Regions from separate parts of the Mus musculus genome. Here all the other regions are linked to region 1. Evidence: chromatin contacts called from public HiChIP or PLAC-seq and promoter capture Hi-C data. All regions are on one chromosome and are shown on one strand. The core of a region is the stretch at or near the end of the contact, and the rest is flanking DNA. Distances in the headings are between cores, read along the strand shown.

Region 1 (4,074 bases), core at 593-3,092:
GATACCCAACAGAGGCTTGTCCAAATAAACAAAGACAAGGGAAGCTGTGTAAACGTTTGCTTACCTTGGGAGCCAGCGAATAATGGAGCCCATTAAAGATGCCCACACCCTGGTCCCCAGCACCTGGGGTTGCACTGTAGAACAATTACAATGGGGAGTGCAGCCCCATTGGGCCTCAAACTAGAGATCTGCCTGCCTCACTTCCCAGCCCCAGCAGGGGTGTCCCATTGCACCCAGATATTTCAAAAGAGATATTTTTTCAGGTGTGTTTTAAAACCTGGTGATAAGGCCAGGCGTGGTCAAGCACACCTTTAATCCTAGCACTCTGGAGGCAGAGGCAGGCAGATTTCTTTAGTTTGGGGCCAGCCTGGTCTACATAAATGTTAAGTTCCAGGACAGCCAGGGCTACTAAATGAGATCCCGTGTCAGAAAAGGACAGAAACCCTGAGATGAGGCTAGGTATGGTGGGGAGGCAGAAGCAGGTGTTCAAGGTCAGCCAGGGCTACAGATTTAAGAGTCTGTTTTTTTAAAAAAGCATCCCCCAAAACAACAAACAAAATCCCAAATAGGGGAGATCATCTTGGGTCTCCCTTTTGGGGGGGATGCATATGATATCCCACATACCAGATATTTACGTTATATTCATAATGAGAAAATTACAGTTATGCAGTAGCAACAAAATAACTTCATGACTAGGGGGTCACAACAGGAGGAACTGTATTAAAGGGGGGCACAGCATTTGGAAGGTTGAGGACTGCTGTTCTGGGGGGCACATGGTCCCAACAACAACAAAACAAATTTAATTAATTTATTTATTTTTAGCCACATCATCTTGCTATGTAACCCAGGCTGGCCTTGAACTCGCCACCCTCTGCCTATGGAAAGCTGACAACAGGTGTATGCACCACCACACTTGGCTTTGAAGTCTAATCTTGCTCTGTGATGGTGAACCAGTAAGCATTCTCTAGTCTGTTCCCTGTTGTGACACACATCAAGGATACAAAGCAATTTGGGGGGCGTGGGCTGGAGAGATGGCTCAGCAGTTAAGAGCACTGACTGCTCTTCCAAAGGTCTTGACTTCAAATCCCAGCAACCACATGGTGGCTCACAACCATCTGTAATGGGATCTGACGCCCTCTTCTGGTGTGTCTGAAGACAGCTACAGTGTACTTACACATAATAAAAAAATAAATCTTTTAAAAACAAACAAAAAAACCAAAGCAATTTGGGGAGGAAGACCATTGATTTGGCTTATGGGTCTCCATCACAGTCCGCCATCCAGGGAAGTCGAGGCAAGAACCGACGCAGACTTACTTGCCCCGCCAACATCTGTACACAGCCCAGGGACACTTGCCGAGGCGTGACAGCACCCACAGGGGGCTGGAACCTCCCACACCCATCACTCCTCAGAGCACCACAGGCTGGTCCACAGGCATATGGACGCAATAACATCCAATGAAGTTCCCTCTCCGTAAGTGACTCCGGTCTGGGTCAAACTGACCCAAACTGCCCAGCACAACATGGAAGGATCCTCAGAATGCTCGGAAGCCACTTTGCGGCTTGCTGAGCCCTCAGGACAGGGTGCCGCCTCCTTGGATTCCGGACCTCCCCAGTCCTGTCCCTGACTTAGAACCCCTCCATCCTTCACCCTCCATTCCCGGACCTCTGCTTCCACTTCCGGGCCCCATCCCCGGCTCCCGCTCACCCCATTCGGGAGGTTCTTCACGATCAGACGCGACATGGCTCTCAGGTTCCCTTCGCTTTTCAGACTCACGACCCCGGCGACAGCGACTTCCCACAACTTTCACGCCGCCACACTGGGCGCCGCCATTTTTAGCGAGTCACGTGGCCCCCGCCGCGTTCCATCCGGAAGTGGGTGTGGCCTCACGGGAGACTCTCTCCGGGGAAAGTCCCACCCACAAGGCGGGGTTGGCGGGGACGGGGGAAAGGCCCGAGCGCTCGCGTTTTCTCCGCCAGGTCTTGGGGCCTCTAAATCCCCGCAAGGAAGGCAGGAGGCGCTGATGTCCAACCCCCTCGGGATGACAGGCTTCTGGGAAAGAGCAGAGAGCCTAGAAAAAAAAAATTGTTTTAAAGGTAAAGGCAAGCGGATCTCCGAGTTCCAGGATAGCTAGGGCTGCACAGAGAACCCCCGTTACAAAAATAAAATTATAAAGGTTTATTTATTGTGTAAAGGCGTTGAACTCAGAAACCCTCCCGCCTCTGCCTCCCAAGTGCTGAGATTAAAGGTGTGCGCCACCACTGCTCAAATAGATTTTCTTCTTCTAAAAGACATTTTGCTCCATCTCCCCATATCCTTTCTTGTTACTGTTGGCAGCTTTATTGAGATACAGTCCAGGTGCCACACAATTTGCCCACTTAAAGTGGACAACTCCAGTTGGCAAGATGGCTCGTCAGATAAAGGCACTTGTGGGCAAGCCTGACAGCCTGAGATTTCCCTCCCCCCAACCCCCCAACCTTGGTTCTTCGTAGTGGGAGGAGAGAACCAATCTTAGAACATTTTTTATTGAAAAAAAAAAATGCAGCTAGGCAGTGATGGCGCTCGCCTTTAATCCCAGCGCTCAGGAGACAGAGGCAGGCAGATCTCTGAGTTAAGGCCAGTCTGGTCTACAGAGCTAGTTCCAGGACAGCCAAGGCTAAACCATTTTTTTCAGATAATTTATATAGATATTTTTAAAGATTTATTTATTATTATATGTAAGTACACTGTAGCTGTCTTCAGACACACCAGAAGAGGGAGTCAGATCTTGTTACGGATGGTTGTGAGCCACCATGTGGTTGCTAGGATTTGAACTCTGGACCTTCGGAAGAGCAGTCGGGTGCTCATACCCACTGAGCCATCTCACCAGCCCCCAGATAATATATTTTGATCATGGCTTCCCCGTCCCACCAGCTCCTTCCTGCCTCCCCACCAACCCAGCCCCCAGTCCTTTTGTTCTCTTTAGAAAGAAAACAGGCAAACAAAACAAACAAAAATGAAGGAGAAGGAGAAGAAGAGAATGAAAGAGAGACCACAAGAAACACCCCACACAGTCAGAAACCATTATATACAAGCAAAAGACCAGTCACCAACTTCCCGCCTTCTAGGAACCTAGAATCTATCTGGCATCTCTATGGATGTGTTACTTTCTTGGCTGATTTTTCTCTTCACATATTGTTTTCAAGGTTAATCCATGTCTCTGCATGAATCATCCTTCACTCGTTACCCCTCCCCACACACACACACACACACAAGTGTCAAATGTCGGACTCCAGTATGTTTGTGTATCCAACCATCTGTCTAAGGCATCTGGGTGGATGTACCCCATGGCTATTGATAGTAACATTGCTGAGAACGTCTGTGTTCGTGCCTGTCTCTACGTGGACATGTGTCTTCATTCCTCGCCGGCACAGTCCTAGGTTGGGGTCCCCCCCAGGTCTTTAGGAACTGGGTTTTTTTTTTTTTTTTTTTTTTTTTTCCGAGACAGGGTTTCTCTGTATAGCCCTGGCTGTCTTGGAACTCACTTTGTAGACCAGGCTGACCTCGAACTCAGAAATCCGGCTGCCTCTGCCTCCCAAGTGCTGGGATTAAAGGCGTGCGCCACCACCGCCCGGCCTTTAGGAACTTTTAATCAAATAGTTTTGCAAACTGTCTGCATTATTATGTTTTTCTGAAGGTTGCGTATGAAAAGGTTCATTTCCCGTCCTTCCGTTCTCATTGGTTCTTTTTAAATTACGCCCGCCTCACTGTCTGTTACTGCATATTTGATTGGCCGGAGCGGGTAGCCATCTTTGTCTCTGAACCCACTCCATCCCTGAGCTCCAAGACCAGCTCAAGCACAAAGCCCTAACCAGCATCTTCCTCTATGAGCTCCAGATGCAAGGAGCTCACGTGTCCAACAGAGCTGCAGAGCTGCACCAAGCACACAGAATTTACCGCTGGTGCCCAGAGGGAGAGGCACCTTCAGGAAAGTTCTTGCTGGGATCAGAGGTAGCAGCGGTGGTAGCTCGTGCTTGGAGCCCCAGTGCTAAGGAGGCAGAAGGCAGAGAAAGGTGTATCCTTGGGGTTTGCTGGAG
Region 2 (4,022 bases), core at 1,260-3,759, 600 kb before region 1:
AAGTGGAGACATCCATCAAAAACCATGTACCTATGTACCTATGTCCTCAGATGCACGGTACAATAGCCAGGTCCGGGGGTGTGGGAAGTCTGCCGCAATGCCTGCTGGGAGGTTGGAAGCCCGAGAAGGACGTACAGAGTACCTGGTTCACAGAATGTACTCGAAACATCCTGTAACTGCCTGCATCCTATGCCCAACTGGGGCCTGGGTCAGACAATTCGAGGAGGAACCAAGGAAGCTGACTTTGGGGCTGAACCGGACCCCTCTGTGGACCCAGGAGTGTCTGTCCTCTTCTCTTTCTTCCTCTTGCCTCCCACCCACCTGTTCCATTCTTTTCCTCTGCTCTATCATTTTCAGGACAGGAGTCCACACCCACACTCAGGCCCGCTGACCTCCCTGCCATTCCAAGTGGCCCCAGGGATTGAACTCAGTCAGGTCTAAGGGCTTGGCAGAAAGTGCCTTTCCCCACGGAGCCACCTTGCCGGACTCGGTATAAATGTTTTTTTAACCAAGGGATCTGTGAATGGCCCCCAAACAGACCTGGAGTGCTCACGATACAGAGACCCTCGACTCAAACTGCCTTGGCCTCACTCTCTTGAATCCAGAAAAACAAATCAGTTTCCCCGGTAAGGATTATACTCTTACCATCTTTGAGGACTTGGACAACGATCAGGTGCTCTCGCTGGAGACCAGTATGGATGGATGCCCCACATGAACTTCGGGTATGTATGTAGGGTATCTCGTCACCCTGGGTCTCCTGCCTCTTGATAGGAAAGCACCATTCTTGGGTCACAGCTTAGACACGAGATCATCAACACAATGGCCCCTTGTCACAGGATGGGCTTTACAGGTCACCCTTCTGGGGTCCCTCAAATCCACCTTCACCACACTCAGCCCTATAGCCTCAGGAAGTCCCCTGACTTCCAAGGGCCCCAAAGATATAGATAGATAGATAGATAGATAGATAGATAGATAGATAGATAGATAGATAGATAAATAGATAGATAGGAACCAGAACCATATATATCACTCTTAAAAGAACAGAGAAGAGCTGGCCCCAGCTCTAGATGGACAGAGAGGGGGTGGGAAGAGCCTGGAATCCCGCATCCATCCTGTTCTGTGTGACAGGGACAGAGTGACCAATGCATGCTCCTAGGAATGGGATCCTGAGATCCCGCCCCTTCTGGGCCTGCAGCCACAGGTGGCTGTTAACTGCGTGTAGTCCTTCTCAGCCCTCCTTGGTGAAAGGCCTCACTGTGCTAGATCAGCCAGATTACATCCATTAGTCATTCAACACGCATCATGGCGGCCTGTTGCCATGGAAAGTGCAAAGGCGTTGAGGCGTCAACTCCCAGCCCTACTCACTCTTGTGGGAAGTCGGACAAACTGAGTAACCTCTCTGAGCTTCCAGAGATTTTGCTTCCTGCCCATAACATGAGGACACAGTCTTACCTCCAGGGGCTGAATGGAATGGACACTCAATAAGCAGAAGCCATCATTTGTGATGATCTTGGGCCACAGAGGTGAACCGTGGTGGAAGCCCTTAGGGGCCTTTTGAGCAGGAATCAGTTTTGTGTAAGTGGTTAAAGTAGTTGATGGCGTGATATGGGGTGTCACAGAGGAGGAGGAGGAGGAGGAGGAGGAGGAGGAGGAGGAGGGAAGACCGATGAATCAAGAGAGGCTGCTGGGAGGAGTTGGCTGGATTCTTCTTTTGTGTTTGCTACTAAATCCCTGTGCAACTTTGAGTTGATGACTTCCTTACCCTGAGGACCTCAGGTTCCCACCGATTGCAAGGTGGTCATTAAGCAGTGACTAGATGTAGCTGTGAATGGCTTTCTTCTAAAAACAAACAAACAAAACAACAACAAAAACGCAGGTGTCCTGGGCAGGGTAAAGACTCCAGCTAATCCAGTTTTGGTTCTGGGAGTGAGCCTAGTGTAGCCTGCCCTTCACCCTTGCTCTCCCTTCCCCCTGCCCTCCCCCAATCCCCCCAGATCCCAACAGAGGAGGAGCAAGGGCCACTCTGGTCTGGCTCCCAAAGAGGTCCCTTAACCCTGCTCAGCTGCCTGGATCGCAGTCCCACACAGCCTCATCTTTCCCAATCTAAACAGGGCAGGTCCTGGATGTCTCCTCTCTCAGTCCATACCTGTGTCTGCAGATGCTGTGTTCAGCTTGCCAGAGGGCCTATCACAGTGCCCATGAACGCTTAAACTGCTGCTCCAAGAGATCACCCTGTAGTTGGCCAGTGGCCTTATGAGCAGTCTTTAGACTGTCTCTAAATCAGATTCATTCATTCAAGTACTTATTGAGCGCCTGTTGTGTACCAGGCCCTAGCATAGATGCTAAATGCAAAGATGATAGATTGGAACCAGAACCCCTAAACACAGAACGGATCTGATGCCTCGTGGGCCCAGCCGGGGACTCGGTGACTCGCGTGTCACAGCGGCTGGGCGGATCGGTCTCCTCCCCTTCCTCTACCCGCCCCGCCCCGAGGCCGCCTCCACCCGCGGGATCCCAGCGACGCGTCCGACGCGTCCGCGCGCCAGGACTACTGCGTCCTCCTGTCTGTCTGTCTATCCGGCGGCGGGCGAGGTCCGGGCTGGGGCAAAGCGGTGCCCTCCTTCCCTCCCTCCCGGGAGCCAGCGGAGAAAGAGTCAGCGGGGGGTGAAAAGAGCCAGCGCGGGGAGATCACGGTGAGCGTGTAGCGCAGGGACCCCAAATCCCTGGCTCTGGCGGGCCCACGGGCAGATGCCACCGGGCGGGGACATAACGACCTGCAGCTCTTTTGCCCCCGGGGACGCCACCCCTGAGGAAACCTCGGTCGCGGCTCCATCCGGCACCCTCCATCCATCTCAACATCCCGCATCTTGAACTCGAATCCCTGCATCCCACATCCTTCATTCCGCATCCCGGAATTCTGCATCTCCACATCCCGCGTCCCTGCATCCCACACCGCAGCCCCCGGTAGCGCGCGGCCCGGGGCGGGGGACGCGCTCCAACCGAACACGGGCCACTGCGGGTGACAGCCTGGGGTATGATGCCCGCTGTTCTCCGGGTACCCCAGGGACTGCAGGGCACAGACCCCCGAGCCTCCCTGCCGCCCCCCCACCGGCGCCCCATTGTTCTCTGCCGCGGCTCCTGGGAGGGGGAGGGGGCTGCTCTCTTCTTAAAGGGCCCTTTCTCCTTCTTGTCGCCCCTGCAGGTCGCGAACACCAGTGGGGTGGGGCGTGCCCACGGCCCCCGCCCCTCCCCAGGGTCCCCCAGCTGCAGGTCCGGACCGCGATCCCCACGCTCCGCCCCCTTCCCTGGGAGATCTACCACCACTCAGGCCGGCCAGGAGAGGGGACAGGGGTGCAGGGGTGCAGGGAGCCCCGTCGGGAGGGGCGGACCCAAGTCACCCCGAAGCGAGGCACGGGATCTGGAAAGCGGAGCCAAGCGCGCAAGGAGCAGCAGGCTGGGGCCAGGGCCTCCTGGGTGACAAGGCCCTGCGTGGCGGACAGAAGGAACGGGAGAGAAGCAGGGACAGGCCGGACTTAGAGGGGCAAGTGCCTCCTCACTCCTGCACCTGCACTGAGGGGACTAAGGGATTGAGATCATGTCCCCCACCTAGGACAGACATTGCCTACCGCGCACCGCTGTGTGCAACAGCTGCGCTCTGCGGGAAGGGGTCCTCGCAGCGTCTGGATGGCCACCCATCCCCCTAACCCAGGCCTCTAGGCCTTGGAGACGAGCCCAGCTGGAAAAGAGGCCACACTCCTCGCCGCCCGCCCTGGAGAGGGAGGACGAAGCTTCCCCGGTGCTCCCAGGCCCAGGAGGAGCTGGGCCAGCAACAGTGGGGACCTGGCCCCGCAGGCGGCAGCGGCCATGTCACGGCCAGGCCAAGGTGTGATGGTGCCGGTGAACGGGCTGGGCTTCCCGCCGCAGAACGTGGCCAGGGTGGTGGTGTGGGAGTGGCTCAATGAGCACAGCCGCTGGCGACCCTACACGGCCACCGTGTGCCACCACATCGAGAATGTTCTTAA
Region 3 (3,978 bases), core at 1,460-3,959, 630 kb before region 1:
TTGATTCATAAGTCTGTTTTCCAACAAGAATCTTCCCTTTTTGCCACACTATGGGTAGACTTTGGATAGTGTTTGTCGCTCATTCCCTGATCCCCACCAGGACCAGAGTGATGCCAAGATATCTCCAGGACAAATGTCTACTTGCCTGTCTTACATGGGAGAAAGCCTACAATCCCCTAGTGTCTAAGTGGCAGCCAGGAGCCAGAGGGTAGAGGACAGGGAGACATATCCTATGAATGTCCCAATCTGGAGACATGGAAAGCAAGTGGCAGATGCTGGTGACAGTGTAGCCACAGCAGGATCCTCCAGAGGAACCACCGGAGGGATGGATGTGGTCATGATCCATCCCCAGGAGAGGAACAGGAATCAGAAAAAGGAGTCTGTGCAAACCCATCTCAGACAGCTGGGCTCTGCCTGGACCACTGCTGGGGACAGACCAACAGGGATGTAGGATGGTGGGGAGAGCAGAGCCTTCCTAGTGTCTTCATTCTTGCAATCCATTCCTGCCTTCTCAGCTTAGCCTGAGAGGACAAGGGTTCCCCAGGTCCCCTCTCTGCCACCACCTGTGCCTCCTGCTCTTGGCTACTACACCAAGACTCCACTAGGGTTGTTCCCAACCTCACCTTGCCTAATCAACTCAGTGAGGATGCGAACCAGACCCCATATTATGTCTCCTGATAGCTGCTATTCTCAGAGTTCTAGACCAGTGGTCCTCAACCTTCCTAACGCTGCCAACCTTTAGTACAGTTCCACGTACTCCCACGTAGGTGTATCTACAGGTACCTGCCTGGAGACAGAAGAGAGGTATCTCAGTTATGGTCTTAACAGATGGAAAAATGTGTTTTCAGATCATCTTAGGCGACCCCTGTAAAGGGGTTGTTTGATCCTGGAGGGGCGGAGACCCACAGATTGAAATTGCTGCTCTAGGCAGATGTGGAGGCCTGTTTTTCTATGGAGCCTGGCAGCAGATGGGGCACAAGCCTAGCATCCCAGAATGAAAAGAAAATAGGAGGCAGGCTGTTGTTAAGAGCCACATTGTTATACATTGTTATTAAGTCGCCACACCTTACAAGAACTTTGTTTCCTAAAGCCAATGCATCCTGCAAACCACGTTTCCAACCTACACTGAACTTGTAACCCTGCAGGAATGCTACCCACCCCTTTGCCTTGCTAAACTCCTGAATACCCACAATGACTTCCACTGATGTCTTCCTGCCCTTACCTACCCCACAGGCAGCCTTGAGCCCTGACTCCGCCCCACACACATACTCTTCTGCCCCAGTGCTAACAGCCAACAGACTCAACAGACTGTTTCTATCAACTCTAACCCCTCCCCATAAAAGGGACCTCAAAAGCGAAGGAGGAACTGCTCTCTGAGGACCCCAAATTAGGGGGGAGGCAGTCATCTGGCCTGGTCCTTTGGGCACTGGCTTTATTCAGACAGTAATGGGAATGGTTTTTTTCCTTCAGAACTAATGGCAGCTCTTGTCCCCACCACACAGACTCTGGGCTCTCTTGTCAAAATGGCTCCAGAATTGGGGTGACTGTGAGCCACAGTGAAGAGTGAGGTGACCGCCATCAGGGCAGAGGAAAGAGAGGCCTTACTGACCTGACCCCCAGAGTCTCCAAGAGCGGCCCCCATAGTGGCTCTGGAATGATATGGCAGAGGCCCAGTGGGACACAGTGAGGGTTGGGTGAGGTGATACACATATTCGACTCCTCAGGAAGCTGAGGCAGGGTCCCTGAGAGCTGCTAGTGTCCCCTAAGCCATTTTCCTTCTATGGCCTCACTCAGAGGAACTACAAGAAGTCTGCTGCTTTCAGGGATCCTTTGTCAGAGCCCATATTTTTTTTGTGACTTCAGTCACTCCACTGGACTCCAAGGTGATACAAAGTCACTGTGCCTTTCCTGGTGAGGGTCCCAGGAAGCCATCTGCCACGTAGGACAGCCACATACAATGTGCCATCTACCTTGGAAGAAGATGCTATACATAACAGTTTATGAGAGGTTGAGGCAGGGGATTACCAGCTCAAAGCCAGTTTGGGCTAGACAGCAGGCTCTGTCTCAATACTAACCCAAAATAATTGTGTTGAATTGGTGAGGTTTCTTTTTGTGTTTAATTTTTAAATATTTAAATATTTATTTTTTAACATGTGGGGGGGGGGAGGACTACTCTTGACTCTTCAGGGACCTATGTTCACCCAAAGTCAGGAAGCCTACATCTGTCTGTCAAGGCACCTGTCCTGCAGTGCATCTTTGAGCAAGTCAGCACCTTCTCTGAGCTCAGTCTGTCTGCCCTGTCTGTCACCGAATGCTTCAGCCACTGGAAACAAGGAGGAAGGACATTATGTTAACGGACAGACTCTACCCTCAATAAAATCAAATTAGCTTAGCATTTAGCCAGCCAGCTTTCTGCCAATTTTTTTTGAGACATGCTCCTCCTAGCTATAGGTAGAGGAAACAGAGGCACCAAGAAGACAGTCCTACACTGATGGACGCAAACACTGGCCTCTGTGCAGGTGTCCCCTGAGGCTCTAGAGGCTCTAAGTTTAAGCTGGGGTGTCCTTGGGAGTGGCCAGCTAGCTGGAAGCAAACACACACCAGCTGCTGGGAAGTAACTCCCACACTTGAGTTTCGATTTCCTAGGTTCCTAGGCTTGGCTGTGTTAGGGGTGGGGCTTTGGACTTGATTTCCTCTTTCTAGAAACCCGGGTGCAGGGCAGAAGGCCCAGGACTTGAGCTACAGTGCTCTGCCTCGACAATTGACAAGACCAGCTAGCAACGATGGGAAACTGGCTGACTGGAAACTGGTCATCTGACAGGTCATCTGGCTATTCATCTGGCTGGTCACCTGGTGGGTCTTCAGGGGTGCCCTCCGGGCCAGTGCACAAGTTAGAAAAGTCTATCCAGGCAAACCTCACACCCAACGAAAACTGTCTGAAGCAGATTGCGGTGTCCTCGGTGCCATCGCAGAAGCTAGAAGGGTATATCCAGGAAAACCTCAAACCTAACAGAGAATCTCTGAAGCAGATAGACCAGGCCGTGGATGCCATCTGGGACCTGCTGCGCAGTCAGATCCCTGTGAAGGAAGTGGCTAAGGTGAGGCTCAGGGTGGGGGCCAGGGCTCTGCATCCCAGGAGAGTTCGCTGTTCCCAAAGGTGGTGGTGCTGAGCATTGTGCCACACAGGGCCCAGGGGATTGCACTTCGAAGGCTTTCCTCTGAGGACAGACAGTGAAGGGGCCCAAGCTGCTGCCAGGTCTTCTTCCACCTGGCTGCATGACTCCCGGAAGGGTCCTTTACCTCTCTGTGCCTCAGTGTCCAGATCTGCAGAATGAGGTCAGCCTAGACCCCACTTCAGAGTGTTGTGATGGTGAAGCACGCAGTGTTCTTAGCACAGGGACGGCTGTTATCAGTGCTCAGTAAATTACCAGGGATTGACTACATGCATTTGTGCTTTGCCATAGAGTGTCTTTGACTCCACATTTATGAGATTTTTGTTCGTGTATCTTTTTCATGCCTACATAGTACTCTACCATATCTATTTTTTTTCCATGCCTGTATAGTATTCTGCTGTGTTATTTGTTCGTCTTAGCGCAGTTTTGAGTTGACCCCAGTTTGGAGCTAGCATGCAAAACATGGACACAAACTGGTGCTGGCAACCTGATTTTAAAATGCCAGTGCCATTTGGGGGATTTCACTTGATTTAAGAAATGTCACTACCTGGAGCTTCAGAAAGTCTAGATCTCACAACTGCCCCTCCATTTCCCCACAGGGTGGCTCCTATGGCCGGGAAACAGCCCTAAGAGGCTGCTCCGATGGTACCCTTGTTCTCTTCATGGACTGCTTCCAACAGTTCCAGGATCAGATAAAATACCAAGATGCATACCTTGACGTCATTGAACTGTGGCTGAAAATCCATGAGAAGAAGTCAGTAAAGCATGAACATGCCCTTGTAGTACAAGTGTCTGTACCAGGGCA

The links. HiChIP or PLAC-seq counts read pairs in DNA pulled down with a chosen protein or histone mark. Capture Hi-C pulls out chosen DNA fragments and counts their contacts.
Region 2: a contact with region 1 is called in an H3K4me3 HiChIP or PLAC-seq map of forebrain, with 2.5 times the contacts expected there. The contact joins the promoter of Dtx1 here to the promoter of Rbm19 in region 1. A contact is called at or near these places in 1 of 39 promoter capture datasets (pre-B cells) and 2 of 115 datasets of contacts at active chromatin or transcription factors (embryonic midbrain and forebrain).
Region 3: a promoter capture Hi-C map of adipose tissue shows a contact between it and region 1. The contact joins the promoter of Oas2 here to the promoter of Rbm19 in region 1.

What each region holds. Positions count from the first base shown.
Region 1 is chr5:120,114,281-120,118,354 of GRCm38.p6, reverse strand. It overlaps Rbm19 (RNA binding motif protein 19), which reads right to left and starts at 1,842. Exons shown (of 24, transcript NM_028762.1): 1 at 1,706-1,842. The coding sequence starts at 1,741.
Region 2 is chr5:120,710,156-120,714,177 of GRCm38.p6, reverse strand. Dtx1 (deltex 1, E3 ubiquitin ligase) reads left to right here and starts at 2,509. Exons shown (of 10, transcript NM_008052.3): 1 at 2,509-2,693; 2 at 3,203-4,022. The coding sequence starts at 3,865.
Region 3 is chr5:120,748,579-120,752,556 of GRCm38.p6, reverse strand. It overlaps Oas2 (2'-5' oligoadenylate synthetase 2), which reads left to right and starts at 2,709. Exons shown (of 11, transcript NM_145227.3): 1 at 2,709-3,098; 2 at 3,773-3,978. The coding sequence starts at 2,784.